5 separate regions of the Mus musculus genome follow, and regions 2, 3, 4 and 5 are each linked to region 1. Evidence: chromatin contacts called from public Hi-C and HiCAR-type data. All regions are on one chromosome and are shown on one strand. Each heading gives the region's core, a stretch centred on a gene start, on an enhancer-like site or on the middle of the called end of the contact. The rest is flanking DNA. Distances are from core to core; before and after follow the strand shown. Region 1 holds the start of Naa20 (N(alpha)-acetyltransferase 20, NatB catalytic subunit). Region 2 holds the start of Rrbp1 (ribosome binding protein 1). Region 3 holds the start of Kat14 (lysine acetyltransferase 14). Region 4 holds the start of Dtd1 (D-tyrosyl-tRNA deacylase 1). Region 5 holds the start of Nkx2-4 (NK2 homeobox 4).

The links. Hi-C and Micro-C count contacts between places; a contact is called where the count stands out from the background. HiCAR-type assays count read pairs that join an accessible place to other places.
Region 2: a contact with region 1 is called in a Hi-C map of CD8 T cells, with 5 times the contacts expected there. The contact joins the promoter of Rrbp1 here to the promoter of Naa20 in region 1. A contact is called at or near these places in 2 of 39 promoter capture datasets (embryonic stem cells and pre-B cells), 1 of 484 Hi-C or Micro-C datasets (CD8 T cells), 1 of 115 datasets of contacts at active chromatin or transcription factors (microglia) and 1 of 9 other capture datasets (adipose tissue).
Region 3: a Hi-C map of B cells shows a contact between it and region 1, with 7 read pairs. The contact joins the promoter of Kat14 here to the promoter of Naa20 in region 1. A contact is called at or near these places in 1 of 39 promoter capture datasets (embryonic stem cells), 2 of 484 Hi-C or Micro-C datasets (B cells and the G1E-ER4 cell line), 3 of 115 datasets of contacts at active chromatin or transcription factors (astrocytes, embryonic stem cells and pancreatic cancer cells) and 2 of 9 other capture datasets (liver and pancreatic islet).
Region 4: a Hi-C map of B cells shows a contact between it and region 1, with 10 read pairs. The contact joins the promoter of Dtd1 here to the promoter of Naa20 in region 1. A contact is called at or near these places in 6 of 39 promoter capture datasets (the HPC-7 cell line, cranial neural crest, embryonic stem cells and 3 more), 4 of 484 Hi-C or Micro-C datasets (B cells, the G1E-ER4 cell line and embryonic stem cells), 7 of 115 datasets of contacts at active chromatin or transcription factors (astrocytes, embryonic stem cells and stem cell-derived neural progenitor cells) and 2 of 9 other capture datasets (embryonic stem cells and liver).
Region 5: a HiCAR-type map of astrocytes shows a contact between it and region 1, with 3 times the contacts expected there. The contact joins the promoter of Nkx2-4 here to the promoter of Naa20 in region 1. A contact is called at or near these places in 1 of 39 promoter capture datasets (the C10 cell line), 1 of 115 datasets of contacts at active chromatin or transcription factors (astrocytes) and 1 of 9 other capture datasets (adipose tissue).

Annotation. Positions count from the first base shown.
Region 1 is chr2:145,901,019-145,907,107 of GRCm38.p6, reverse strand. Naa20 (N(alpha)-acetyltransferase 20, NatB catalytic subunit) reads right to left here and starts at 3,867. Exons shown (of 6, transcript NM_001141965.1): 1 at 3,746-3,867. The coding sequence starts at 3,798.
Region 2 is chr2:144,008,383-144,014,471 of GRCm38.p6, reverse strand. It overlaps Rrbp1 (ribosome binding protein 1), which reads left to right and starts at 3,209. Exons shown (of 24, transcript NM_024281.2): 1 at 3,209-3,473.
Region 3 is chr2:144,366,729-144,372,817 of GRCm38.p6, reverse strand. Kat14 (lysine acetyltransferase 14) reads right to left here and starts at 3,783. Exons shown (of 11, transcript NM_181417.3): 1 at 3,661-3,783. It overlaps Pet117 (PET117 homolog), which reads right to left and starts at 3,835. Exons shown (of 2, transcript NM_001164813.1): 1 at 3,661-3,835. The coding sequence starts at 3,756.
Region 4 is chr2:144,596,809-144,602,897 of GRCm38.p6, reverse strand. Dtd1 (D-tyrosyl-tRNA deacylase 1) reads right to left here and starts at 2,945. Exons shown (of 6, transcript NM_025314.3): 1 at 2,807-2,945. The coding sequence starts at 2,849.
Region 5 is chr2:147,081,748-147,087,836 of GRCm38.p6, reverse strand. Nkx2-4 (NK2 homeobox 4) reads left to right here and starts at 2,492. Exons shown (of 2, transcript NM_023504.1): 1 at 2,492-2,942; 2 at 3,348-3,961. The coding sequence starts at 2,492. The coding sequence ends at 3,961. Gm34889 (a long non-coding RNA gene) reads right to left here and starts at 2,298. Exons shown (of 4, transcript XR_001783500.2): 1 at 2,215-2,298.

The DNA of each region.
Region 1 (6,089 bases), core at 2,618-5,117:
TTTTCCCCACGTGATGCTTTCTGCACTGCTCAATGAACACAGAGCCAGAAACTGAACACAAACGCAGGGACAAATTTACAAGACAGCCTTTGAGCAGGCAGAAATGAAGATTCATGCACCAGTCAGAGGACAGAGAGGGCAGAGGGGGCATGAAGTAGAAAATTGAGTTCTGGACTTTCTTTTGCTAAAAATGACAGCAAGGGAAAGTGCTTTTCTTTCTTTCCTTAATGTGACACCAGTGCATTATTGGTAACTGTGAGTTTTCTGTTTAATCCAATCAAAAACCCACTTTACACTTAAGACAAACAAACCTATTATATTTACTTACTGTGTGTTGGTTGGTTTTGGGCAACATAAACCTAGCCATCTGGGAAGAGGCAATCTTGATTGAGGAAGTGCCTCCATAAGACTGACCTATAGGCAATAGGAGGCATTTTCTTGATCAATGGACAGTTGGTGTGGGCCACTGTGAGTGGTGCCAGCCCTGGGCAGGTAGCCCTTGGGTGTATAAGAAAGGAGACTGAGCAACTTAGAAGAATCCATTAGCAGCACTCCTCCATGCGTTCTGCTTCACTTCCTGCCTCCATGTTCTTGCCTTGGCTTCCCTCAGCAGACTCTGACCCGGGTATTTGGACCAGTGTTTTATCATAACAATAGAAGCCTTATGAGTTACATGCTATATAAATATTATCAATTGTAAGATACTCATTTAAAAATAATTACATGCTGGGCAATGATGGCACATGCCTTTAATCCCAGCACTTGGGGGGCAGAGGCAAGCAGATTTCTGAGTTTGAAGCCAGCCTGGTCTATAGAGTAAGTTCCAGGACAGCCAGGGCTATACAGAGAAACTGTCTTGAAAAAACAAAAAAAGAAAAAAAAATTACATGTTAAAATGAATAATTTTACCAAGAAATAGTAATGTTTAAAAAAAAAAAAAAAACGGGCTGGAGAGATGGCTCAGCAGTTAAGAGCACCGACTGGTCTTCTGAAGATCCTGAATTAAAATCCCAGCAACCACATGGTGGCTCACAACCATCCGTAATGAGATCTGACGCCCTCTTCTGGTGGGTCTGAAGACAGCTACAGTGTATTTACATATAATAAATAAATAAATCTTTAAAAAAACAAAAACCTAGTGACAGAGGCATTGTAGTTTTTCCATTGACTTCTCTAGTGTTCAAGATACTATTCAGACTCCACACCTGCAAAACATAGGTAGGCAAAACAACAAAACAACTGGTCTTACTGGTCTTAGTGCTGTGAGAACAGTTTTGGCCTTAGAGTGGTCAGGAACCAATCCTGAGGGCCTCTGGGTGCTGTGACCCTGCCCAGCCCTATAGAGACATGTTTGGCTCACCTAACTGTCTAACTCACTCTGCCCTTCCTCTATTTCCTTACATGAAAATGTAAAAATAAATAAGTGTAAGAAGAAACCAGCCAAAGGCCTCTATCTGACTTTGCCCACCCAAAAGCCCTGCACCCAGACACTGCTTGCTCTTCTGCCATTATAAGGCAAGCAGACCCCTCCCTCTTCTCACCAGAGGACACTTCTCTTACAATTCTTTCTCTCCTGTATTTGTACCTTCCACTTCTGCCTCTCCTGAAGGGGGTGTACAAATGCAGCCCATGCTTAGCCATCGCCACCTCATGATAGTGCCCTCCCCTGCCTGGAGTCCTCTTGTTTGCTAGCTTCTGGATCCCACCCTGGGTTTCCTCCCACCTGGGTTTGGCCTTTCAGTTTCATTTACTCTAGCACCTAACCTGGTGACTCACTGTTTCCTAACGTGAGAAAGTGGGTTCCTTCACTGGCATTAACAAGAGGAGGCGTCACCAAGCCAGATGCGCTGAGACCTGATGTTTAATAGGCGTCCATGTGTATTTTCCTTCTACCTTCTCCATTTCCCTATTACTCTCTTCCTAGAGCTTCATATGCAGATGCTTTATCTCGGTTTCTTAAGTTCAGGCTCTGTATCATCTACACAGCATCTCCCTTTACCACTCCAGTCTATTGCCTCAGTGGCTTGCCTGCCTACTCTATTGCCTCTAATCAACACCTTGTACTCAGTAGATCAGAATTCAGACTGAAGAATTTTTAGACACTATGTGCCTGTACCTTTAAAGGACACCCCCCCCAATTATTCCCTAATACAACCGTATTGGAAGCACTTATAAAATATGTACGTTGTACTATATAAGTATTCTATTGATTTACAGTACATGGAAGTGCTTGGGCTATTTGCATACCACTCCATTGCAATAAGGGGGTTGCACATCACTGAATCTTGGTGTATCATAGAATCAATCTCCTGTGGATACCAAAGGATCTCAGACTTGTGATCCTCCAACCTCAGCCTGAGTGCCAGGATCAACCTTTTTCATTTATTGAATGGGTATGGGTTTTATATGTCTGTGTGTTACATGCATACCTGGTGCTTACTCAAGCCAGGAAAGGCCAGCAGCTTCTTGGAACTAGTATTACAATCAAGTGTGAGCCTCCATGTGGAGTGAACCCCTGTCCTCTGGAAGAGCACCCAGTACTTTTAACAACTGAACCATCTCCAGCTCCATGGGACCAATTTTTTAACAACCACCAGGGCCAGTCTCCACCTACTCCACGTCAGGGTTCTGTGTGTGCAATCCCTTCCCTCACCCAGAAACTGAGGACATCAGCACATGACAGAATTTGTGAAGATTTAAGGGCCTATTATTACATGAGCGCCTGCCACAAGTACTAAAATGCACAGAGGATTCAACACAAGCGGGACCTAACCGAAATCTCACAAGATCGGATCTGAACCAATTAAACACGATAATTAAACCTGGCTTCACCTGAAGCAAAGGCCTACCCTGCTTCACACTCCATTTTCCTGCAGCCTTCTCCAGAGTTTCCTCCTTGCCAAATTTCCTTCATCAAGGTTCATCCCCTCTTTGAAATGTCCATCATCCCAGAGTTTCTTCCCTTCTGTTACCTAAACCTTCCGGTCCATACTTCTTACTACGTTATATCAAGCAAATAACCGAGGTCATGTGTCTACAGGAGTTCGCGGTGAAATGCTGAGCTTTTTAAATGGTCATAATTTGGATTCCAAACTAAATTTTTTTTTCTTTTTAAAAAGCGAGAAGGGGAGAACGGCAAATCACGGGTTTTTAAATTTTGGACTGAAAAGAAACCACACAGCACCGGGGAGTCTTCAGTACATTGGATCCCCAACCAAAAAAAAAAAAATGTAGTCTAGCTGGGTGTGGTGGGGCATGCCTTTAATCCCAGCACTAGTAAGACAGGAAGACATATCTGTGAGGTTTAGGCCAGCCTCGTCTACAGAGAGTTCCTGGAGCCCAGGGATACGAAATGAACCCTGTCTTTTTTTTTTTTTTTTTTTTTTTTTTAAGAGAAAAAGAAAAAAACCCAAGGCAGTCTACTTTGGGCGCTCCGCTACTGTAACTACCAAGCACAAACCACAACTTGCTGAGAGGGCCCGGAGCATCGCAAGGTTACTTCACTGGGATACAATTTAACCAGGACCGCGCTCCTTCCCCGCCCTCCCTCCGCAGTGAGGCCGCCTCAGGGAGCGGGCGCGGGGTGTCCAGCCCGGCTCCGCATCATCCCGGGCGCACCGGGAGCGCCGCGCCTCGGCCAAGGTCACCGGTCAGCGCGCCCGCGCAGCGTCCACCCGGCCCACGGCCCCGCGAGGCTGACCCCGTCCCGCGCCGCGAAGACAGAGGCCGGCCGTGCCTCACTCACATGTTGTTGAAGCGGAACAGGTCGTCGCAGGTGAAGGCCCGGAGCGTGGTCATTGCGCCGCCGCCAGCCTCCAACCCGCTCGGCGCGACCCCGCGCCCGCACTACCGGAAGTACTCGCGCCCGCGGCCGCCATGGGGTGGGACAAAGAACTACTTCCGGACCAGAGGTTGCTGGGCAACAAGAGTAGCGTCGTAGCTCTCTCTGGCGGCTGAAATCAGCAATTGCCTTAATGATCCGCGCCCCGCAGACCCTTTCCAAAAAGTAGGCAGAGTAGTAACAAGGAGAAAGAAGCTGGAGTCAGAGAGCCAAATCGTAAAAGCAAGCTTCAAAACTACAAAGATGCTTCACAGGGTGAGTTAGGAAGTGATCCCTAAAAGGATGGCTCAGGGCCTCTTCTCTCAACCACTGTCATGAACCAGGGATGTGACCTTAAATTTTCTAGCACATTAAAATTATTTAGAAGAAAGGAAGGAAAGAAGGAAGGAAAGGAGGGAGAGAGGGAGGGAGAGAAAGAGAGAGAGAGGAAGAAAAAGAAAGGAAGGAAGGAAGAACAGAAAGAAAGAAAGAAAGAAAGAAAGAGAGAGAGAGAGAGAGAGAGAGAAAGAGAAAGAAAGAAAGAAAGAAAGAAAGAAAGAAAGAAAGAAAGATTATCTGTATAAAAAATGTGAATATCTTATCTTATTTTGGCAATAAGACTTTGAAATCTGGTCCATATATTTGCAGTTTATTTTAATCCGAGAGAAAAATGATCAGAACTATTTGTTTTCGATGCTGATTTTAATAAATGTGTGATTAAAGAGCAGATCAAGCCAGGAATAGTGCCTTACACCTGTAATCCCAGTAGTAAGGAGACAGAGACAAGAGGCTGTTAGTGAGCCTCGAAAACCCTGGTCTATATAGTGAGTTCCAGGCCAGTCAAGGACACATAGTGTGACCGTCTCAAATACATGCATACAAGATGATAGAGCTATCAAAGTAATCCAAACATGTTTCCAAATAACCAAATGAAACATTATCTCATGTCTAAGTTGAAAGTTAACCATTAGGAATTACATTCTTTCATCTGGCCTGCTACATTTTAAGCACCAGCCCAGCGTCTCCACGGCATAGACCCAGTGACTGAGGAGACTATGTACTGTCGGGCTGTGAAGCTGCCTTCCCCTCTTCTCCTTACCAGCAGTTGGGGTGGTCCTGGAGAACATGCTGCTGAGCTCAAACCAATCCAACTCAGCGAGATGCCTACATTACAGCAGACTCACATCCCCAACTCCTTTGGGACTCAGTTGCTCCGCAGGTGTCTTGGGAATTCCTTGGCCAAACCTGAGGGCCAGGTGTGGTGGAGAAGAAAGCAAATGGTTGAAAGAGCAGGTAGTCCCAGTGGCTCCTCGCCAAGCTTTGTCTCTAAGCCTGATGAAGTAAATTATACAATGAATAATTGTAAACATGGGTATGACAGGCCCGAAAGTATATATATAACTGCTACTATGGTAGAAAGGTGGAGTTTGACACCATGAGTTCAGCTTCTACCCTCTATTCACTTACTTTGGCAAAATATGCCATGAAATGAACAGTAAAATATATTTTTGAGGGAAGTTGAGGTTATGATGCTTATACAAATGGAAAAAATGGACAAAGTCAGAAAGAGTCTGAACTAACCAGTAAGAGAGATATGGTAGTCTACTCAAGGAAAATTTTAAATGCATGTGGTTAAAACAAAGACAAAATTGAGAGGGGGGGACATGTGGGGGAATATGAATTTGATGGGTGTATATATGCTCATATTTCATTGTATGTGTGTATGAAATTCTCAAGAATAAAAATGTTTTAAGCCAGTGAATGTAAGTAAATTTGCTTTTTTTCATGAATAAGTGTATCATTATACAAAGAAAACTATAAGTAAAATACACACAGCATATTCAAACATGATCCCAGGACTTAGAAAGATGAAGGAGAATCTTGTCTTCCAGACCAGCCTGTGCTACATAGCAAGACCCTGTGTCAAACATCAATAAAAAACAGAGTAAATAAATGGCCAAGGTGCTCAGGACCGCTGGTCAGCATCCACAGGGCAGTGTCCTCTTACTTCTCCACTGGACAGCACATGGGACACTCGTATTCTTATGGGTCAAGAATCTTTCATCAATATCCATTTTCTGCATCTCACAGATTTGTACAAAGAAGTGGAAGATAATAAAAATGAAACTCAGAAGAGTTTACTACTTGGGGTATCCAGTATTGCTTTTTGTTTTAATTGGCCATGTCAAAATATTTTGCAACTTTTTTTTTTCTGACATGATCCAGTGTTGATTTGAACTAGCTGGTTGTGAAGTTTGGATGATATTCA
Region 2 (6,089 bases), core at 1,960-4,459, 1.9 Mb after region 1:
GATGCTGGGGACCGGAGTCCTCACAGCACAGCTAGAGGGTGACAGAGGATGAAGAGGCGGGGCAGAGGGTAGGCGTAGCTCACGCCATGCTACGCTATTCCATCCTGAGATGAAGATTGTGATTGAACCAAATATTGAATTAGGGGAAGGAACAGATAGAGGGCCCTCTTTGTAAACACTCCTCACCACTGGGGACTCTGCGAGCCTATTGCCCAATGGATAATATTTACAGAACCTGTATTTGTCAGCCCCTCCTCCGCGCAGGCGCTGTGCCAGGAGCAGGTTCCCATGTAGACGGTATAATAGTGGCCCCCGCCGCACCCTCTGCCACTCATGAGCCTGCTAAGGGCTTCTTGCCTTTGCCTGACAATACTTTCTTTCTCTACTGATGGAGGTGAGTTAGACTCTCCCCCTGCTGAAGAGCCTTTTAGCCAACAAGTACAAAGAATGGGTAATGAGTAACCAACATCTTCATCCCTGTTGAGGAGAATCTCTGGGGTGTATTCTATAGGGTTTTGCTGCACCCCCCAGTGACACAGGCCCTGGCTGTTCCCACCCCACAGTGGCTGCTTGCTTGATACCATGCTCTCTCTGTTGGTTCTTCCCGTCCCAGTTCTCCATCAACGTTTCCCAGATCATCTCCCCCCCCCCCAATGAACTGCAGTCAGCCCTTTAACCCACAGTTCTACAGCCACAGATTTAACCAACAGAGGTTCAAAACTACTTGGAAGACACTTGTCTCTGTATTGGGCATGTGCAGGGCTTTCTCCCCTGTCATGGTTCTCTAAACAATACAGTGTCACAACTATTTATATAGCATCACATTGCATTAAAGGCAGTGTATATCATCTAGAGAGGATTTGAAGCATATGGGAGGAAGTGCAGAGGCTCTATGCAAATCATTTTATATGAGACTTGCCCATCCCCAGACACCGCAACCTGCTATAGATGGTCCTGGAACTAATCTCTGTCAGAGAGTGAAGGACTACCGCATCTGAACCAATTCCTCCTGCCAGGATCGGCTTCTGGGAAAAATTAAAGACAAATAGTGAACCAAGATGAAGAACAACCCTGCCACAGAGAAGTCTTTGGGCCCTTGGTGGATTTGGGTATCACTTTAGGCTGCATGCTCAGCCTGCAGTCTTCCCTGGACACTAACAAACACGACTGAATGGATGAATAAATGTTCTTACTTATCCCCACAAGAGAGAGTAACTGTCTTACAGTCCATTTATGCCCAGGGAGGTAAATGCCCCACCATGATCCAGCCAGACTGGCTGCTAGCAACTGCTGACCAGAAGCTGGGATCCTTAATTTTATTTCAAGTGAATCTCAGCTCTGGAAAATGACTGAGTGTGGAAAGGTGATCTATAGTGATTCCTGCTGATTAATCATTAATTCCCTAAGACACTGAGATTCAAACCAGAAATAAATAGTTTAGTTTCAGCCTAACCCCTCTGTATTCTCTCCTTGCAGTTTTACTATAGACCAACAGCTGTCAAGTAGCAATGGCCAAAGGGGTGCTCACAGAGGAACTGAGGCAGGAACTCTGCAGCCACAGAGGCTGGGGCAGGTGTAGTCCTTTGGCCTTTTAGAACACTAAATCTTAGAGGCTGGGGAGGTGGCTCAGTGGGTAAAGTACCTGCTATGAAGGCCCTGAGTTCAAATCCCAACATGAATGTGAACACTCCAGGTGCCACCTACAATCCAGCACTGTGAAGATGGAGACCGTCACTCACTGGTCAGGCAGCTGAGTTAAAGGAGTGGGCTCCAGGATCATAGACAGACCCTGCTCGAGCAATAGAGAGAGAGATATGCCTGATATCAAATTCTGTGTGGACTCGAAAGGGGGGTGGGGGACAGAGGAGAGAGACCAAACTTCATTTCAAAGAGGCTGATCTTGCCTCAGGCTCAAAGGAATAATTTTAAGAGCTGCAGTTAAAATGGTTATAACCTAAACTTAAGCTGGCATGGTGTTTCATGCCTTTAATGCCAGTACTCAGAAAACAGAGGCAGGAGGAACTCTGTGACTTTGAGTTCTAGGCCAGCCTGTTATACAAAGCAAGTTGTGGGACAGCCACATAGTGAGACCTTGACTCAAAAAAAAAAAAAAAAAAAAAGAAAAGAAAAGCACTTAAAGTTAAGTTATTTCAATTGAACTTGGTTTTGAAGAGAGGCTTTTGTGTTGATGAGATGGCACAGGGAAACTACTTTTAAGTACTTTCTATGCAATCTGACTGAGTTTTGATCCCTAGAAACAGCCATGGAAGGAGAGAATCAAGCAGAGAGTTGGTGCATGGTGGCATATGCACCCCTCTTCTAAGTAGGTGTTGGTTGTTGTTTTTTTGTTTTTATAAAGGGGTAGCTGGCTAATATTTGGAGTATCACTAGATCAATTTCCTGGGTTGCTATCATATTTTCTTGGGCCAAAACCTCATGGTCCCAACATCTGAAATCAAGTGTCACAGGATGGATGTAACTCTGCTGTGTGATTTGTACAAGGACAGTATATTATTCTGTTTAGGGAGTGGCTTTTCTTATCAAAATTTCCACCTCTATTTCTTTTGTTCTTTCCAGGTCTTCCACCTCAATTCTCCCACTTATTCAGTAAAATATGGAATGCAGAATGCAGTGCCTTTACGGATAGATAAGGCCCCATCCTCCCTGCTCTGACCCTTGCAGAACTCTTCTTTAGACCCAGAGGCTGGTGCTTTGTGTGACGTTATTTGGGTTTAAATAAGGCATTTTCCCAGTTGTTCACGGTTTGTGCAGTCCTCCTGAGGGTAACATTCACGGCCACCTCAGCCCGGCAGTGTGGAGGAAAAGAGCAGCCTGCGGCCAAGGGGATTCGAACCGCAGTCTATCGGCCTAGGCGGAGCCAAATCCGAATAAGCGGTGGCGTGGAGAGCGGAGGCCTGGAGTGGGCGGGACCGGCAGAGGACCTCCCTAGGTGGGCGGGGAGTTAGAGACCCGCCCCCGCGCAGAGCTGAGAGTTGCGCTGCGCGGCTCCGCCCCTCTTCGGCCCCGCCCCCCGCGGCTCCCCGCAGCTCCTCCTCTCTCTCATTGGCTGAGACGTAGACCCTCCTTTTTGGCCAATGGTCGCCACCGCGGCGCGGCCGTCCGCGGTCTGATTGGTCAGAGGCCGGCAGAGTGGCGGCTAGTGAACCAATAGGAAGAGGCAGCTCGATGAATGGCTGGTCCGGGTGGGGAAGGCAGGAGGCGGCGATCCCGGCGGAGGGGGCCGTTCGCCAGCTCCGAGGCAGAAAGTGCCACGACTCCACACACGCGCACGCAGCCAGCGAGCGGCCGGAGCGGACGGCGGACGGGGCGGACGGCGCCAGGGTCGCAGTGTGTGCAGCTGCTCAGGGGCGGCTTCTCGGTGGAGGCTCGGCCGGCTCCCCTCTTGCGGTTCCGCGGCGGCGGCGGCGGCTGCTCTTGCCCTCTCGCTCTCCCTCTCGCGTCTCCCGCTGCAGGTAAGAAACTTGGCCGGGCCCTGCAGCGGCGGCGGCGGTGGAGGCGCGCGGGCTGGGCCGTCGGGGCGCCGGGCCGGTCGCGCCGCGAGTGACACGTCTCCTCGGCGGCCCCTCCCCCGGCGGCGCCGGCCCGCACGCCCGCCCTGGCGGTAGCCGCGGCCCCTCGAGTGGGACGGAGCTGCGTGTGCCAGGCCGAGCCCGTGCAGGGGCGTCGGCCGAGCGCGCCCCTCGGGGTGGATTCCCCCGGCCGGCAGGCCAGGAGCTGCGGCGGCCCCGCGGCACGACGTGGCGACCCCTCCCTCTCGGCCGGGCCGTCGGGCCGGCCCGCGCGCTCCGAAGTTGGGCTAAGAAAGTTGGCGGCGGGGCGGGGCGGCGCACAGCTGGCGGAGGAAGGGGTTAAGTTTCGGGAAGCCACCGGATGACGTTGCCGGGCCGGAGTCCGGGCCGGAGGGGGTTGGGGGGGCGGAAGGCGGTGGGCCGGCCTGGGACGAGGGCTGAGACTGGATTGGCGACGCGGGGGCCCAGAGCCCCGGGCTGCGGGCTGTGGCCACAGGACACGTCGGCAGCCCCGACGGGGCGGGCGGGGGCCACAGGGCTCGCCGCGGGTGCCGTCCGGGACTGGCCGTAGCAACTTCCCGGAGTACGGGATGAGGCTCCCTGCTCCCCCTGGCGGCAGGGCCGCAGCACCGTTTCACGGCGGGTCCTCGCGGAACCGGCACGAGGGTGCGGGACCTGGCCAGGGTTGGGGCCACCCGGGGTCCTGCCTGGCGTCTCTTTCCCGCGCCCATGATTAGTGGACCCGTGGTGCTAGGCCTGGGCGGAAGTCGGCACCTCCGGCCCGGCGGGCCAAGCGCCCTGGCACTGGGCCCGCCGTCTGTCCCGGCCCGCCAGGCTCCCCGGCAGTGCCCGGGGAAGGGAGGCCGGTTGACCCGGGCTTACTGCAGGCTGTGCAGGATGCTTCAGAGACTCTTTCCCGTAGGTGTCACGCTTCGTCGACAGTTGCTAACCAAATGCTTTCTCTCAGAGGTTTCCCATTTCCCCATCTGAGAGACAGCAGTGGAGACCCAGCACGTGTAGGGAGTAGCCAACTGGTATTGACTGTTCTTGTGGGATGTGTGTTTAGGGACGTGAGAGACAAGGGAACAAGGTGGAGCCTGGCTTGCACTGCCAACCACTGCAGAAGTCGCACACCTGGATTCCAGCCCCATGAACACCGGAGGGTCATGTCTCCTAACCTCTGAACCTGGGGTTTCTTTATCTCTTGCCTGAAGATAGTACCACCCACTCACCACTGAGGTCAGGGGAACTGAGCAGGAAGTGTGAGATCTTGTGCAAAACCGAGGGCAATTTGGCAATCAGTCCTCAGGTCAGAGGTCAGGACTGGGAAACACCAAGGAAATGAAACTTGGATGGATCCCTAGAGCCTCCCACATCTCTGTTTGCTAAGCTAGCAGTTCATTTGCTTAAAGCCTAATGGTGGGGGTTGGGGTCCTGGGTTGAATTTTGTGTAAAGACTCACATTGTAGGCTGAAGAATTGCACATTGGACACAGCCCTTCACTTAAGTATTCTCTCACCATCCACACCACTTCCTTACATTTTTTTTTTCTGTTATTGTTTATCTTAACTTCCTAAACCTAGAGAAATTTCTGGGATTTGCTGGGGGTTGTCATAGAAATGTGTTAATGAACTTTGTAAGGTCAGCCCACTATGGTCTGCCAACTTGTTTCTCTTTAGAAGCAGCTTCCTGTTCTGAGGGCCTGGAGATGCCACTTCCCTTCTGTTTAGTACAGGAGAAGAGCTACTAAGAGGTCAGCACAGATGCTGGGGCAAGCCTGGATTGTCTGGCTTCTGGACTAGTTGAGGCCTACAGAATCCCACGCTTGGGGGCTGAGGGCCAGAAGAGGAGAGCTGGAGGTTTGTGTGAAGCTGTGGCATAAGCTACAACAGAACTTTCCGCTTCCATATTTAGGACTTGAGCTCTGTTTACCTGTTCTAAGTAGTTAGAGCGGTATTATAATGTATGGATATTTTATGTTGATGGGAAACATTTTCTTCATTCTCTCTCTTTCCCCTCCTCCCATCCTGCCCTCCTTTTTTCCTTTCTTTCTGCAGTGTTTTAGGACAGAGTCTTAGGTTGTCCTGCCTGCCATTGGGTCGTCTAGGCTGACCTTGAACGCCTGGCTCTCTTGCCTCTACCTCCCAAGTACTAGGATTACAGGTGTACACCTAAACACCCGGCTTGATGGGGAGTTTTAAATAAATCCTGAATCGAGTCACATTCGAGCAATTATGCTCTTTGCTGAAATGAGCCTTAACTCTACATGCTACAATAATTATATAGCACCAAACTCAGTTTAAACGGTTGCATGCAAATGATTTAATTGGAATATTGGATTATTGTGTAGCAGGGATACCTTTTAAAAGCATAGGAGCCCAGATTCTTACTCGTTCTTTTATCCCCAGAAGCTATAACTAATAGACTTATGACAAAGGGGTAGAACCACAGTCCTTATGATTTTCCTTGTTCAAATCTTGCTTCTAGAAGGAGAACACCCATTTTGTTATCCCTGTATAAATTGCAAGCCTACAATGGGGAAGGCCCCTGAGTTCTCCA
Region 3 (6,089 bases), core at 2,534-5,033, 1.5 Mb after region 1:
GTTAAAAAATAAGTTCCTCGCTGATGTCTACCTTGAAAACACTAGAAGCAGAATCTCTGAATGTGACCCTGGTGCCTAACATGACTTTAAACGATCCACTTGGTTACTATTGCAAATACTGTTTAATCTGTAGCTCACAAAAGTACATTTTTAACGGAAACTTCATGAGATTATTTTTATTCTTTAAATTCTATTTTATGTGTGTGGGTATTCTGTTGACAAGTTATGCAGGTACAGTGTTTGTAGAAACCAGAAGAGGGTGACCCATACCTTGGAACTGGAGTTACAGAGAGCTGTGACTCACCACATGGGTGCTGGGAATAGACCCCAGTTCCTCTGCAGGAGCAACTAGTGCCATCTCTCCAGTTTCTATATCCTTTTTTCTTTCTTTTTTGGAGACAGCATCTTTCTATGTAATACTGACTGTCCTAGCTCTCATGATATAGACCAGGCTGGCCTCAAACTCACAGAGATCTATCTCTGCTTCCCACCTATCTCTATTTTTAAAGGCTGGCCTAACAAAGAACCTGAATCAACCTAATTGGCCACCAACAGATGAATGGATAATGAAAATTTAGTGTGTGTATACACACACACACAAACACACACACACACACACGATAGATTACCATGCAGCTTTAAAGAAAAATAAAGTTTAAAAATCTGTAGAAAAATGAATAGAATTAGAATATATAATATTGAACAAGGTCACACACTCTCAGAAAGAAACTGCAGTTCTCTCTCATATGCAGAATCTAAGCAATGTTATTTGTAAATACAGAAATGAAGGTGCATGTGGGTACAGCATATCATGAAGAAAAGAGAACAAGAAAAGCTATATATAAGGAGATGAGGAAGGACTGGACGAGAATGGATACAAACTATGAAAGGGAATATAAGCTGATTGTTTTTCTGGGTCTAAATCTGTCATGGGTTTTTTGGGGTTGGTGGTGGGTAAGTGTATAAAAGCGAATTCAGTACTGAAAGTGGAGCTCCAGAGCTTCCGTTCTGAATGAACACCTACCTCTCCTAACCATACAGAAGGGCTGGAGGTAGGGCTCAGGAGAGAAGTGCTCATTCTTGCATGACATAACTTCAGTTTCCACAGAGGCTCACAAGTGGCTGTAACTCTGGACCAAAGGGATGTGATGACCTTGTCTAACCTCCACAGGCACCAGATATGCATGAGTGCTCGCACATGCATGCAAACCCTCTTAAATATAAAACAATAAAAATAAATAAAGCACATGTGAACGTTTACTGTGCAGTTCACTGAGTTGTACAGACTTTGAGTCTCATTAATTTTGATGTGTGATGTTTTTATTTATTTGCAAGGGGTTTGTGTTTTTACAATAAAGTCTACTCAAAATAAATAAATAAATAGATAAATAAATAAATACTCACCTAGTTCTTACTGAGCCTCTCCCAGGCCTACAGCTACATTTGCTACACCAGTGGAGTTGGGAAATGTAAGAGTGAGGGCTCAGGTCCAGCATGGTGGTACATTAGTTCTAGAATTTAGGAGGTAGTAGCAGGCAGATCTCTCTGAGCTCTGAGCCAGCCAAGACAACACAGAAAGACTTTGTCTTAACATAAGCCGCCAGTGAGCAGCTCTTTCACAGCCTCTGCTTCAGTTCCTACTTCCAGATTATCACCTCAATTGCTTTCATTGATGAACTGTGATATGGAGCTGGAAGTTGACCCCTTTCCACCCCAAGGTGCATTTAGTCATGGTGCTTTGTCATAGCAATAGGAAACCCTAACTAACACAGCTCTTTACTAACCTAACTCTAGCATCTGGAGCCTTGATTCCTGTAGAATCATTAACACTCCTCAACTTACCATAGGACCATACCTGGAAAACCTCATGATAAACTGAAAATAATAAAGGTGTTCTGACATGATACCACTGAACATCAGCATTCCGGGGCTCCCTGGGGTCTGAGGTTTGTTTTGCTGCCTGGCATTTTGAAAGAATCCTACCATTGATCCTGAGCCTGGGAAAATACCAAAATTCAATATTCAAAGAAAGTTTCACTAAATACAAACGATACTGCTTTCCTAAAAACCAAGTTAACCGGGGCTGGAGAGATGGCTCAGTGGTTAAAAGCACTAACTGCTCTTCCGAAGGTCCTGAGTTCAAATCCCAGCAACCACATGGTGGCTCACAACCATCTGTAACAAGATCTGACACCCTCTTCTGGAGTGTCTGAAGACAGCTACAGTGTACTTACATATAATAAATAAATAAATCTTTAAAAAAAAAACACCCAAACACATACATAAAACCAAGTTAACCATCTTTAAGTTAGGAACCATCTGTAATTGATGTCTACTAAGTTCCTTTGAGAGTTAAAGACAATGTCTGTAAAGTGAAAAACACTGTGTCTGGTGTGGGTAGACAGAAAACAAGCCATTATTTCCTTTACTGCCACCTTGAAGTTTTCAAGACATCTACCTTCCTCGATGTTACAGTAAGTCGCTAATGAATAGCTACTGGACAGCTTATTTTGGTCAGTATGTCTTGGTCACTAACTTCCAAGAAATAACTAGATCTTTGCACACTTCCATTCTCTAACTGTGATTCTCAACCGTTTCATTAAAGCCTTTGGCGTGCCTTTTGGAACACAGCTGAGTCTCCATGCTCCAGAGATCTGATTTAATTGGTCTGCTCATACTGTAAAAACTTCTCAGGGGAACAGAGTTTGAAACAAAACTGATAGCAAACGCTGTCTCCAAAACACATCAGGAGGACACAGACACCCTGTCTTCCAAGTTTAATTAGAACCACCATCTTTTCCTTTTCCTCCCAAGAAGGAAGTTTCTTGCTTCTACTCCAGAAGATATCCCTGGGGAACCATATTTTAATCCCAAATCTTTAATTCCTTGTGTGCTTCTCCATCACTGCACATCGACCCTGCTCCTCAAAATGGTTCTGAATTTGCAAGCCTAGTTTCATTGCAATTCCTAGTTTGTGAATACAAAGGTCGATGGTCTGGTGACTCTTGAGGCTTTCAGTAACTTCTGCCCATGGCAAATCCGATTCAAACCAAATAACTGTAAAGGTATTGCTTGAAAGGGCAAATACCAAGTACTGGCCAGCACAGTGTGGCACCATTATAAAAAGAACAATCTCGAGAGGTTATAATTAACTATGTGTTCTCAGTGTGCTCAGCGCACTAGCCAGCGTTGCAAACTGGAATGAGGAAGAGTCGGTTAGTCGCTGATTAATAAGCCAGTTATTCTCCGAAAGAAAGCCATTAAAAGAAAACGTGAAGGGCGCTCGCTACCTTTTATCCTTTCCAGAACCTAAGTCCAGTAGCAAAATGTTTTGTTAATGCAAGTTGCAAAAATCTCAAGTTTCTTTAGCCAAAGGCACTGGGGGGTGTGCTGGGTGTGAGCTGCTTTATCTCCGGATTTAACAATTCCTGGGTAAGGCTTTGTGGGCTGTGCTGCCCCCAGGGCCTCGAGCTCACCCTAGCAACTCTCTAACTCTGGACTACACCCCTGCCCCGAGGCTTCCGCCCCAGTCTCCCGCCTCGTGGCTGGGGGAGAGAAGTCGGCGTCCTGAACGCGCCCTTGCAGCCCGCCCGGCCCGCCACGCGCGCAGGGACAGCTGCGGGCTCGGCGCCCCGGAAGACGCGGTCACGTGACACCGACCTGCCGGTCCTGCCGCTGCTTCAGATGCACGCCGGCCACCGTGGCCGCCGTCAGCAGCACCGAGAGGCCCAGCACTGCCTTCGAACTCCTCGACATTCCCGCTCCCGGCCGCGGACTCGCTCCCGCGCCCGCCCCCGCCGCCGCCACAGCCGCCGCCGCCGCCGCAGCCGCAACGGGCCAGGCTCGACCTCTCGAGCGCAGAGCCGTTGCAAGTGCTATCGTCGCCAGGCTCTAGCAATCGAGCGCCGAGCGTAACCCCTGGCCCGCTTCGCTGCTTCTTGGGAGTGGCTGCCTGGGGCCCTGGCTTTCCTATTTGGGGACCGCCTTCACCAGGAAGTCGCAGTGCTGGGCTGCTTTGGAGTCGCGAGGGTGGGGTTGGGAGTGCCAGTGGAGTATGTACGGAGGACATCTGGTCGCTATGGGGCGACTGATCAGACCCTAAATTTTCTTAGAGTCTAAAAGCTGGGTGGTTGGTTTTTTGACAAGGTATTGCTGTGCAGCTCAAACTAGCTTCAAACTCGCAATCCTGCCTCAGCCTCGGCTACACCTTGTTGCCTACTAAACTTCTGTTGGGAAATGCACTGGGTCAGGCAAGGATCCGGACATGTTTAGCTCCTGTAATCTTAAGAAATGGCGTTGCCCGGCGTGGTGGCTCACGCCTTTAATCCCACCACTCCCGAGGCAGAGGCAGGCGGATTTCTGAGTTCGAGTCCTGCCTGGTCTACAAAGTGAGTTCCAGGACAACCAGGGCTATACAGAGAAACCCTGTCTCAAAAAACCAAAAGAAAAAAAAAATGTCGTTGATGCCCTTGGAGCCTTTCAGGAATGCTTGTAAGATCCTTGTGTCAGAGTAGTTCACAAGAGGCTAAGGATGGTGTCATTTGCACTTACCCCTTAAATTAAAAAAGAGACTTGGCTTCCCAGAACTTTTAAGTATTTGTGATGCCAATGAAGAATGGCATATCAGTAAATCACTCTTACCCAGGAAAGTACACATTCAAAGCTGCTGCTGAAAACCGATAGACAACAATGATAAGGCTCATTCAGGCCTTGATTAGGTATTCCCAGTGTTTCCCCAACATTCACTTCGTCTCAGTATGCTTTGCTCTTTCGTTCTCTGTTAAGTGAACCCAAACGGCATGAAGAAAATACTATTATGAACAGTTAGCATACTGCATTGGTTATATCTTTGGTTTTTTTTTTTTAATTAATTTTTTTGGTGTTTTTTGTTTGTTTCTTTGTTTGTTTGTTTTGACAGGGCTTCTCTGTGTAGCCCTGACTGTCCTGGAACTCACTTTGTAGACCAGGCTGGCCTCAAACTCAGAAATCCGCCTGCCTCTGCCTCCTGAGTGCTGGGATTAAAGGCATGCGACACCACGCCCGACTTTAATTTATTTTTTAAAGAATCTAGGTTTATTTATTTTTAAAGATTTATTTTATGTATATGAATACACTGTAGCTGTACAGATGGTTGTGAACCTTCATGTGGTTGTTGGAAATTGAATTTAGGACCTCTGCTTGCGCCAGCACAAAGATTTATTTATTATTATACACACCAGAAAAGGATATCAGATCTCATTTCGTGTGGTTGTGAGCCACCATGTGGTTTCTGGGATTTGAACATAGGACCTTTGGAAGAGCAGTCAGTGCTCTTACCTGTTGAACCATCTCACCAGCCCAGGTTATATCTTTGAATGTGAAAATAGAGTTTGGGACCAGTGACTTTTAGAATGAGAAGAGATTCAAGTTATTTTTGCATATTTCCCTAAGGAAAAATCATGCCACAATACTTTTTATTTATGATAACCCCAGACTTTTCATCCAGTAAATCAGCGAGTGTAACAGCTATGAATGGCCTTGGAATGACACCAGAAGTATAAATGACCATGCATTCTATTGTGATTAATTTTCCAATTTGTCTTCTTTAAATGTATTTTGTTTTTAAAAATCTCTTATGCTAGGCAGTTGTGGTATACACCTTTAATCCCAGCCCTGGGGAAGCAGAGGTAGGCAGAACTCTGAGTTCGAGGCCAGCCTCGTCTACAGAGCTAGTTCCAGGATGGCCAGGACTACACACAGAAACAATGTCTCAAGAGGAGGAGGAGGAGGAGGCAGCTGTAAGTGTTGTGTCTAAAGTGTAGGCCAATGATTACAAACCAAAGCAAGATGTTTTTTATAATTATTATTACTTACCTTAGTAGCTGAATGACTGTGTGCCATCAGATCCTGAAAAGCAACTTATTTATTTACTTTAAAATAGTTGCTAGAACATCTAGTTTGGGTGTATTTTTAGGAGTGGGCACTGTAATTAAAGAAAATAGTTTACTGGGCAATTGGAAACGTCTACTAAGTAAGTCTTATTTTTCCCTCTTTTATGCCAAGGTCTTTCAGAGAAAGCATCACTGATGACCACATATTATTTACCATGT
Region 4 (6,089 bases), core at 1,696-4,195, 1.3 Mb after region 1:
AAAAGAAAACTGGCAAAAAGAAAAGGTTTCTGAGTACACAGACACCAAAACTTAAGGCAAAACCAAACACAAACTGTGTCCGAGGTACACTGGCAGTACTCATTCATGCTGCTTCATGAAGCCACTTCAATGCAGCCTTTGTTCTGAACACAAAACATGCACACATGCCACACGACATCAACAAACACTGCCCGAAACGACTCTACACAGACTTGATACTCTCCCATGTTCAATTGTAATGTTTTTATACTACACACCAAGTTTTATGCTCTTTATGCTCAGAAACATCATGGCTTGTAGAAAAGAATGGCTTTTAATATTTCCTACTATTATCTTCAGCACACAAGTATCAAAGTAATGAGGCAAGCAAGCATAGGGAACATTTAGCTAACTAGGACTCCACTTGGTTTGGACTTTGCACTCTTCTCTGAGCAATGTACCTAGCAACCTCTTTAGCAGCCTAGGACCCCACAAGCATAGACTGCAGGTACACCTGGGGTCTCATTTACATTATTTGCCATTCCATTAATTAGGGTCATTTATTTACATTATTACAGTTGACTGGATTTTTATGTTGATTCATCTACTCATGTGACATGGATGTGTGCATGCATGTGGAGGTCAGAGGACAACTTGTAGGAGTTAGTTCTCTCTTCAGGTCCTCAGGCTTGGTGGCAAACGCTTGTAACTGGCTAAGTCACCATACAGGCCCTTCATAATTGCTTCAAATGGTGGAAATAAGTTGTTCCCCTTCACAACTTCTTGAGAATGACCCATTACTACTCAAACATATCCTGGAACATACCTGGAAACTACAGGCAATGGCCCATCCACTCTCAGCAAGTGACTGTCATTCAGGTCACTCCCTCACTCTTATCCTGAAATTTCTCATTAGCTTACGCTCGAGTATGATCAAAGGGCTCCCTAGGGAAATCCCAAGAGTGTTAGACACTTTGTGCAAGTGCCAGCCCAGGGCCTCACACATGCCAGGCTTGGTTTGGTAGGAGAGGGTTTCACTAGGTAGCTTCAGTCTGCACTTCAACTCACCAGGTAGGTGGCCCATGCTGGACTCAACCCAGGGTGCTGGGATGATAGGAATAGGCCACCACCTACAAGCAAAGGTACATTTTCCAAAGTCCAGATCAGCGGGATTGGGGGCTTAAGGAGCCAAAGCTCAAAATTTAAATCTGTTGGTGATAACCACATCAAGTAGACAGCTTCTCCCCCCCAAAGAGCAAAACCATCTTTCATCAGTGAATTTTTCCAGTTTTCATGTGCTCAATATTTACTGAAATGTTATTAGAGTCCCATAAACTCCTCTCCTATTCTGCTCCTTATTAGTCCAGGATGATTTCCAAAACCAAAGTTAACAGAACAGCTTGCAACTCATTAAGCAGGATTAGAAGGTGGACTCTCGAGTCTAAATATGTGGTTTGGCTACTTGGTTGGGGAGGAGTCTTGGGTCTAGCTTTAAACTCAAAACCATGTATTTAGTATAAAATGGTTTAAAGAAAAAGATATCTGTATTGCTTGATCTGAAGCTTTGGTGAGGAGGGGGAATCTTAGAGACTCTTTTGTTGTCCAATCTGCTTTCTGTTGTCCAATTCCTGGGCTCAACACAGCTCCTTCCCCAGCCTCCAAAGTGGCTGTGACTACAGGCCTTGGCATCTGACCTGAAAATGTACTTCTGCCTCTATAAACACAGCTGGGCAATGGTGGTAGACACCTTTAATCCCAGCACTTGGGAGGCAGAGGCAGGTGGATCTGTGAGTTCAAGGCCAGCCTAGTCTACGGAGTGAGTTCCTGGCCAGACAAGGCTAAACAGAGAAACCCTGTCTCGAAAAGGAAAGAAAGAAAGAAAGAAAGAAAGAAAGAAAGAGAGAAAGCAAGCTAGCTAAATGAGTGATGGGTAGACTTGCTGCCAAGCCTAATTCCATGAGTTGAATCCCAAGGACCCACATGGTGGTGGCACATCTAAATTGTTCTCTGGCCTGTTACACACAGAAACACACACACCAAATAAATAAATGTATTTATTTCTTTAACTTAAAAGACTAAAAGAATGGCACCAGTCGTTTCTATTTTTTTAACACTTTTCAAATAACTACAGTAGCTGGATCCTGAATATTTCAACTAGCCTCCCACATTCAACTGATGGCTAATGGCTGAGCATCTGGGTCTATATTAATTAATGGGAAAGAGAAGCACGTCATCTTGAATTCTGTGGTTCTGACCCATGGCTGAAGGTTCAGAGACCGACATCCAGGTGCAAGCAAGGGATGTTCTGCACCCAGTGAGGATGCCAGCAGATATTTGCTCAAAGCTGCCAGAGCTCAAACAATTAGCAATTCCTCCGTCTGTCCATTTTATCATGAGCCAAGTTCTATTTTAAAAAGAAAAGATATGCAAAAGGGGGTTGTTAAAATGCTACATCTCAGACAGAGCGGTGGATAAACGAGCGATTCCGCTCCGGAAATCTCCCCTATGTGTTGTTTGTGCAACAGTGCATTCAACAACGGGCCCTGGGGATGCTCACAGGTTCTGGCACCTTGTCTGTGAGGAACACACACACACACTCACAAAGATAATGATGATGATTATAATGGTGATGACGACGGAGATGAGGGTTTATGTAGCAACGAAAGCACGGAGCCTGAACCCATGAGCGGCCAGGCACGTGCCGGATCTTCTCGGCCACGGCGCTGCCCAGAGGCTGCCCGGTAACTCGGGGCTGCGGGGAACCCTCACACGGAACAGCGGGTCGCGGGGGTCAGAGGCTGCTCTCTCCCCGGCCCGCCCGACTGACCTGTGACGCTAGCCCGAGTGACGCGCTGCACCACGGCCTTCATGGCGGCGGCTGTAGCGACTGGAATTTGCTGTGTGGTCAGACCTTGCGACTCCGCCGGTGGCTCCTCGACCGGCGCCCTCTACCGGCAACACCGGAAGAGCTCCGTGAGGACCCATTCCACAGAGCTGCGTCCCGCCCACGTCGGCCACACCTATCCAATTGGCCCCGCCCATGTCAATCACCCTCACCTGTCACCTATGCATAACCTAGTCCATTTGTGGTAGGCGCCGCCCTATCCACCCCTGAACTCCTTCTTAAGCACTATAGTCCCAAACTGCCAGCCTAGTCTCCACTATGTCCAGACACTCATTAATTTCTGCTCCAGTTTCTTTCTCTTTCAGTTTTACCCTTAAGTTTTTTTCCTGCTTTTCTCCCTCTTTTCCAATCCTCCGGTCACAGATTTTCCAAAATCTTCACTTGTTCTGTAGCCTCAGCAGCAATCCTGTTGCTAAAAACAAAAGGACCTGCTGCTAACATAGCCATTTAACTACATAACTATTGATTTACCTTAGACACAATAGTTAATAGGTCTATCAGTCTAGAATTCTAATTCCTTCCTAATACAAATCTAATACTTAGCCCTATCATAGGGTTGTTAGGAAATTTGGATGGGCTGTAAAGATGCTTAGATGGCTGCAAAGAACTGTATAGCTATTACTGTACTAAGTTTTCATCACTAAAAAATAACATCTTCATAGTCCAGTGGTAGTCCATGTGTTTATAATTAAACAAAGAAAAAGAAGAATGGGGGGGGGGGGAGATAGTCCCAGCTACTTGAGATGAAGCGGGAAAGTGTTTTAAGTCCATGAGTTCAAGACCACCAATGTGGGCAATGTAATGAGACTTTCCCTTAAAAACGAAATAGGAGTATCAGAAAAAGTTCACCCATTTCAGAGTGTCTTTGCTTTGAACGCCTCTTCCAGGATTAGCAGATTCAGAAAAGCATTTGTTAGAAAGCAATTTGATAGAACTGTTATTTGGCCCGAAATACTCTAAGGAATGGTGGTTGAACATCTGTGATCCAAGCATTCTGGAGGCTGCAGTATGAGGATCACGCTGAAGTTCAAGGCCAGCATGAAATACAGAGTGAGATGTTGCTTTCCCCCTCACCCCCCCAAAAAAACAAAAACAAAAACAAAAAAGGCCTAGAAATGTGTATTATTGTGGGGTATCCATCAGATAAGACTACTCAGACCGGGGTTAAGCCAGTAGAAAGTCTTTATTAGCCAACTGGCAACTACACTGGGTGTTCAGGATCTCATTAAAGCTCAGATTCTTTTAGAGTGAGCATTTAAGCAAAAAAAAAAAAAAAATTCCTCGGTTGACATACTTCAGTTAATAAGCACAGTTAGGCTAAAGCAATTACAGAAGTCAAAAGGCAAGCTTAGTGCATTTGATAGATTCGGTCTTCCTTTTCACTCTGGCAAGTGGTACTATCTACATACTGAGTTTTATGGAGTCAGTTGTGCTAAGGACTGGGAGCCTTTTATATTATGCTTAAATATTAAATAGTGAATGCAAAATTGCATGAGTTAAATTGTCAAGGATACCACCAGCAGCAGCAGCAGCAAGATCAATGGGTGTCAGTCACATGCTTCCTGATATTGAAGGATACAGTGGTAATTCTGCAACAACAAAACTTAACCTGGGGCTAGAAGTGTAGCTCAGTGGAACATAGTACTTAGCTACCATGTAGGAAGCCCTAGGTTCAGCCCTTAGCATCATATAAGCCAGGGATGGCAACACTTACCTGGAATCCCAGCGCTCAGGAGGTAGAGAGGCAGGAGCATCAGTTCAAGGGTGGAACTGTACAATCGAAATGCAAACTGCACTGCAGGAGACTCTGCATCTAATTGTTTAAAAAACCTAAATCAGGAACATTCTATCAAGTAGTCAGTTTTTCACATCCAGGGAAAAAAGTCTGGCTCAATGGGTAAAGGCACTCCCTGGGGGCTGGAGTGATGGCTCAGTAGTTAAGAGCACTGGCTGCTCTTCCAGAGGTCCTGAGTTCAATTCCCAGCAACCACATGGTAGCTCACAACCATTTGTAATGGGATCCAACGCCCTCTTCTGGTGTGTCTGAAGACTGCTGAAGTGTGCTCACATATAATAAATAAATAAATCTTTTTTTAAAAAAGAAAAAGAAAAGGCACTTGCTGCCTTTAATGACCTGAGTTTGATCCCCAGACCTCTCCCTGACATCACTAAATGTCCTCTGAGCTCCACATGCACCCTATATCACATGCAAATGCATGTTCACAGACGTGCACACAAAATAAATAAAATGGGAGAAGACTGTATTATGCATGAACTTTGGTACATCCTGGCCAGGAAAAAAAGAAAAGGGAGAAAGTTATTAGTAGGATAACAATAACTCCCTTTGAGTTGGTATGAGCCCACTGATCCAGCAAAGCACTGTTTATAATTGTGGTTTCATTACAAATGATTCATATTTGATTAAAGACCTTTCTCTAAATAACTGATCTACAATATTATTAATTTGGTTCTTCCTAATTAAAAAAGAAAAAAAAATTAGTTTGCTCTAAGTAGTTTCTACCAGAAAAGGAAATCAGACACCCCCAGACTGAAGTTAGAGATTGTTGTGAGCCCCCATGTGGGTGCTGGGAATTGAACCCAGGTCCTCTAGAAGAGCAGACAGTGCTCTTAACCATTGAGCCATCTTTCCAGCCCCTTATGCTCTTACAGTATTCTATTGCCCCATGAGAGTAGAAGTCTAGCAGTTTATCCTAGACTTCTGTCCTGCTCTGTCCTGCCAGACGCCCCACTCCCTTAGCTCTCGCCCTTCCGTGTCTGTAAAATCTCTAAAGATGGGAGATGTTTTGTAAGGTACCTGCTGCTGGTTTCCTGAGTGCTGAGGACTTAACCAGTGCTCTGTTTACACTCAGAGAGCATTCTACTAGAGGCCCCCTCAGCTCACCCACCTCTCCCATGCTTCCCTTCCTGTCTTAGGCTGATTCTTGCTCATTCAGCTCGATGCCTACCACACTGTTCTAATATAAATATATTCAATTAGTATCAACTGGCTCTTGGCCTGGGAAAAAAATATCTCAACCGTTGGGATTCTTATCCTACCATCCACCCCTATGCCTTGCAGTGTCTCAAATATCTATGAGTGAAAACCACTACTCAGCTGGGCGTGGTGGCCCACGCCTTTAATCCCAGCACTTGGGAGGCAGAGGCAGGCGAATTTCTGAGTTCGAGGCCAGCCTGGTCTACAGAG
Region 5 (6,089 bases), core at 1,243-3,742, 1.2 Mb before region 1:
GAAAATGTGGGGGATTTTAAGAATTTTTTTTTTCTTCCAGAACATTTCATGTCCAGGAAAAGAATTCTACTTGGCCTATGATGTTCCTAAACAGTCAGAAAGTGAATTTCATTAGAAATTCTGTTTTGTTTTATGTTTTCATTTTATAGTGGGAAACCTCCAGATCTGCGTGCATTGATAAACTGAACAAAATATAGTATAAGCACTTATAAAATTGCCACACTGGAGTTTTACAAATAAAATGTCACAAGATAAATATATAACTTGAAAATAAAAAATTAATCTGAAAAAGACCTCTAACCAAGTTTTCTGGCTTGGCTAGCTCATCAGCATGAAGTTTATGATAACTGCTTCATGTTTGAAATGTGTCTAAGCTTGAAAAAAATAATGGTTTGCAAGAGGCTTTCATATTCACAGATATTATGGCAACTATATTTACTTACCTTATCTTTGTTTAAAGTTTAAGATTACATTTTGTTGTTTTTAAGCTAGTAAGTAGTAAGGAATACAATTTAAGGTAAAAAAAAAAAGTTTAAAACCCACATTGTAAAAGGATCCCAGCATTTGAGTGCCCTCCCCCCCTAAAGGTTTCTTTGTGTATCATTAGTTCAAGAAATATAAGTAGGCAGTTCCAGCATAAGTGACCTAGCTCAAGTGTCCCAAGTCCAGGAAAGACCTGTAAAAGTAGCATTGTGTCAGAATGTAGCAACACTAATCTTGTTAAGACAGTAACTGATGTCTATAAACAACTGCTAGGACCTGGCATTTTGTCCCACAGTATGTGTTTTAAAATATTAACCACTATTCTGGTTGTCATTTTCTTTCCATGAGTGACCATATGGTCTTTTTTTCTCCCTACAACAGGCAGATTCTTTGCAAAAGGACACTGAAATGAACACAGATGTTGACTAAAATAATAAGACAAAACCATCAAGGGCATTCACACCACAGGGCTGAAACCAAGAAAAAGAGAATGTGGAGCAGTTCAGATCTCCACGGCATGTGAGTCCAGGTTAAACTTTGGTGGTCACGCCTTTGTTTTTAGATACAATAAAATCTTGCATAAGAAACACTTTTCTTTCTTCTACTCCAGTTTTGAGGAAAACTTTTAAAATGTGTCTTTGTTTCCCTGCTCATCCCCATGTTTTCCAATTTTACTGGTACCTGCACACTTCTTTGTCTTTTGTCTTGCACTTACTGTAAGTTCATAAAGTATAAGTTCTTTGTTATGCAGGAACATTTGTATACCAAGAAACGAATTTTTTTTTTTAAAAAATCAGCTTATGGGTTTGAATTTTTTCAAGAGAGCTGTCGTTTTAACCTGCTTTCTGCATCCACATCAACGTTGATACTTTTTAAACAGGTTATTTTCCCAACACCACCAAAAAGATCCATTACAAACAAGTAGACATACTTGAATTCTCTCTCTCTCTCTTTCTCTCTCTCTCTCTCTCTCCCTCCCTCCCTCCATCTTTCCCTCCCTCCCCCTCCCTTCCCTCTTTTTCTCTTTCCCTCATTCTCTCATATCAGGATAGTGACAGAAGAATAAACCCTAAGTCAGATTCTGGGGATGAGGACAAAGAAAATATAGCGGTAATGAAGGTGCAAATTAAATATGAAACTTTTTTAGCAAATACACTTCATCTTGTTCAGTTTCTACCCTGAGAGTAGGAGCACCATACTTACAAGTCAGCATCTCTCTCTCTGCGTGCTGTACCTCTTCTTTGGATTTGTATACTTTGAGCTAATTTGGAAGTGTCCGTTAGGTTGCCTACAAAATGACGCTTTAAAGGATCTAACGATGCATAAATTAGAGAGCCCTACAATGGCAGAGGACGGTCATTGTACCTCTCCTCTTTATGTGCTCTTATGGTGGGACCCAAGAGCCCCCTTTATTTTTAACACTTTAGATGATGGAGCCAGTGAGGGGCTGATAGCTAGAAAGGAAGAGAGCCCTGAAAAGCATCCCCCTCCCAAACTTAACAGCTGTTTGTCCTCCCCCCCCCACACACACACCCACCCCTCGACGTTCTACTGAACTTTGCCACAAAGTCACTTTAGGAAAACTCACAGTCTGCATGAAACAAGCGTGGCTCTTTCAGTGGCCTCTGAGTTTTTATTTCTCTAGGGCTAAAGGTAACCCGGATAGAAGCGCGAAGGATGGAGCTAGAAAGGGGGGCAATCTTTTCCAGAAACACCCAACTGGCCCTTTACCTTTTTTTGCCTCCGTTATCTGGAAGGGGGGTGAGAGAAAAAGATGTCAATGACCATTGTTTGCTCGTTGGGGATGTTGCTCCGCCCCCCGAGTCTGTCGTAAACCTGGCACTGGACTAAAATAAACCCGAGATCCCGCAGCTCGGGGGCTCGCCGCGCCGCGGACAGCTCTCCACTGGCGCTGCCGCCGGGCCGAAGTGGCGGCGGCGGCGACGAGCGGCCGCCGCGTCCCGCCCGCGCCCGCCCCGGGCCCCCCTACCTGGCCGTCCGCCGAGCCATGTCGTTGAGCCCCAAGCACACGACGCCCTTCTCCGTTTCCGACATCCTGAGCCCCATCGAGGAGACCTACAAGAAGTTCGGCGGCGTCATGGACGGTGCGCCGCCCGGCCTGGGGGCGCCCCTGGGGGCCGCTGCCTACCGCGCGCCACCGAGCGGCCCCTCCTCGCAGGCGGCGGCCGTGGCGGCGGGCATGCAGCCGCCCCACGCCATGGCCGGACACAACGCGGCGGCGGCAGCAGCGGCGGCAGCGGCGGCGGCCGCGGCGGCCGCCACCTACCACATGCCTCCCGGCGTCTCGCAGTTCCCGCACAGCGCCATGGGCAGCTACTGCAACGGCGGCCTGGGCAACATGGGTGAGCTGCCCGCCTACACGGACGGCATGCGGGGCGGCGCGGCGGCCGCGGCCACCGGCTGGTACGGCGCCAACACGGACCCGCGCTACTCGTCAAGTGAGCGGGGCCAGACGCGCGGGACTGAGGGCGGGCTGGCGGCGCGGGCTTTTCCCGCCACAGCCGGGGCGCGAGGGTGCTGGCGTCCTGGTCAGCGGCGCCCGAGGGTCGACGCGCGGGGGGTCCTGGCACGCGGCCTCGGGCTCGCGAGGGGTTCTGGGGCCAGGCTGGGGACGCGCGGGGCGGCCCGGGACTCGCGGGGTTTCTCGGGAACCTCCTGGGGCGCACGGGGGTCACCGGGCCCCCGGGTGCGCGGAGGGAGTGGGGCTCGGGCCGCGGCGCTCGTGGGACGCCGCGACCCAGTCGGGGGCCCCGTGCCGTCACTTAAAACGAGCGGGGCGTCGGCGGGAACGGTTCTCGCAGGCCCGGGGCTCACCGGCCGTCCTTCTTGGGCCCCCTCCCCAGTCTCCAGGTTCATGGGGCCGTCGGCGGGCGTGAACGTGGCCGGCATGGGTTCGCTGACCGGCATCGCGGACGCCGCCAAGTCGCTGGCACCGCTGCACGCGGCCGCGCCGCGAAGGAAGCGCCGAGTGCTCTTCTCGCAAGCGCAGGTCTACGAGCTGGAGCGGCGCTTCAAGCAGCAGAAGTACCTGTCGGCGCCCGAGCGCGAGCACCTGGCCAGCATGATCCACCTGACGCCCACGCAGGTCAAGATCTGGTTCCAGAACCATCGCTACAAGATGAAGAGGCAGGCCAAGGACAAGGCGGCGCAGCAGCTGCAACAGGAGGGCGGCCTGGGCCCCCCGCCGCCTCCGCCGCCGCCGTCGCCGCGCCGCGTGGCGGTACCGGTGCTGGTGAAGGACGGCAAGCCGTGCCAGAACGGCGCGGGCACCCCGACGCCTGGCCAGGGAGGCCAGCAGCCGCAAGCCCCGACGCCCGCGCCAGAGCTCGAGGAGCTGTCGCCCAGCCCGCCCGCTCTGCATGGTCCCGGGGGCGGCTTAGCGGCCCTGGACGCGGCCACCGGGGACTACGGCGGAGGCGTGCTCGGCGCCAACCTGCTCTATGGCAGAACGTGGTGATGAGCCCCGAGGGTCTGCCTGCGACTCGCAGGATCCGCCAAGAAACTGCAAGAACGGATGGGGGAAATGTACAGATGCTGACCCTTTAGTGCATGGAGATAAGAACGAATGAGTCACGGAGAGGGTCAGGCTGCTCTGAACCTCTTTACTGGGGGTGGGAGAAGGCAACAGCCCCGGACCGAATAATGTGACACCACACTCTGAGGTGGTGATTTCCCTTCTTTCAGAAGTTCCTAAGTTATGCGGAAGAACTGACTGACGGAATACGCATTCACCACGTTCCTAACCAAAGCTCTCAAGAGTTTTAGAAGTCGGAAACTTTGTTGGTGTTTGTATCTCTATAAATCAACCAGCTTTTCACGATGAATCCTTGAAGTGGAATTTATTTTGGGAGATTAATTTGCAAAGCCCCTCCCCTAAGTGCAATTTCGTTAATGCTTGATTGAAAGTAAATTGAATTGTAGCCCAAAGTGGATCATATACACAGCAACGTGATTGCTGAGGAATAACTGCCATTTGGGTAAAATAGAGAAATGGAATAAAAAGAATCGAAACACTAAGTATACGGATTGTTACCGTTTTTACATTTAAATGCTGATTTTAAAATATTTTGTTCATTATTAGGCAACCAAGTAATTGTATATTATCCTAGAAGAGTACAACCCCCATCCCGACCCCAACCCAAGATGCAGCTCATTATTTTTTAAAAAGGGTTATAAAATACTTTTTATATAGAATCTGGCCTTTCCAAATCAGCTGATAAACATACCCTTTTATCCTATAAACATGGTATTTATTTTCTTTAAAGTATTTTTACCTGAATTTGGACTCCTTGGCAAAGTACTAGAACAAACAAGTAAAACTGACACTATTACCACCAATCTACTTCAAAGCAAGTTAAAAAGAATAAAGGTGATTTATTGAATTGTTATCATAATATACAGAAAAAGTAAGATAATTATACGTTTCCATCATATTTAGAACGTAGTTGTTGCACCAATTTTATCGGTGTTTTATTGTAAAATAAATATATTTACTCTATTATGCCAATTAATATTTTCAGCATTTCAAATGAATATTTAAATATAACTTTAAAAGGCCTTAAGTACTTTTGCTAAAAGTCAAGAGGTCATTTCTTTTTAAGGGTTGTAGGGATTTTTTTTCCTTTTTTCCTTTTGGCGAGTGTGGCAACACAGCTCTTTAATCATTAAAATAGTCATATTGGAGGAAATAGAACCGACTGAATAGTGTGAACTTATAGGACTAATGGAAGTTAAAGAAATAATATGCGCAAAGCATGCTTCCAAAGAATCAAAGCAGATGGTCACCAGAGATACCAAACCTCTTCTGCATTTCTATGTTTTAGAACAAACCTGAGTGCGAAACACTATTTCCTCTCATGGTTTGAACATTTTTCTGGAAAGTTCAAAGGGACTGCATAGAAAGGTACATAGAAGTCAAACTTGCACTTTCTCCAAAATGTATTTTATAAAGTAAATTCTCTCTCTCTCTCTCTCTCTCTCTCTTTTTCTCCATCTAAATTAACTCCAGTTCCTTTCAAGGCAAGAAAAGGGAGGGGGCATGGGGCAAAGAGATTTGTCTTTTATCAAACCACCGTTGTGCATTTTTGGAGAGTGAGATTTAATTTTAAAAGCATTTAATAAAAATCTCAGTAGACAAAATAGTTTAAAATGGTGTGATAAACATACAGAAAATTCTCCCAGGTTGAGTTTTTGCATTATGTAGTAGATTGACTTCAGAAATCAGTATTAATCTTTGCTGGTAAAGCTATTACTGATGTGCTGTAGTTCAAAGTGCTTTGTTTTCATCTGTTTGACTACACTACCTCTAGCACATGTTTTAAAAATTCACACCATTTGCAATAATTTTTTTTAACAGGCCATCACTTACAAAACCAATAGCTTTATAGTCCATGGGCATGCAATGATACCCTTAAGAAAAATAAACCTATAAGAGTTCTACACACACGTGCACACACACGCACACACACACACACCCGTAGCTTATTTCCAGACAAAGAATCCTTTAAATTAAATGAACTCTATTGGAAATAATGTCACCAGAAGCAAACAATCATTTTCCATTTGCTATTTTCTGAAAGTACATG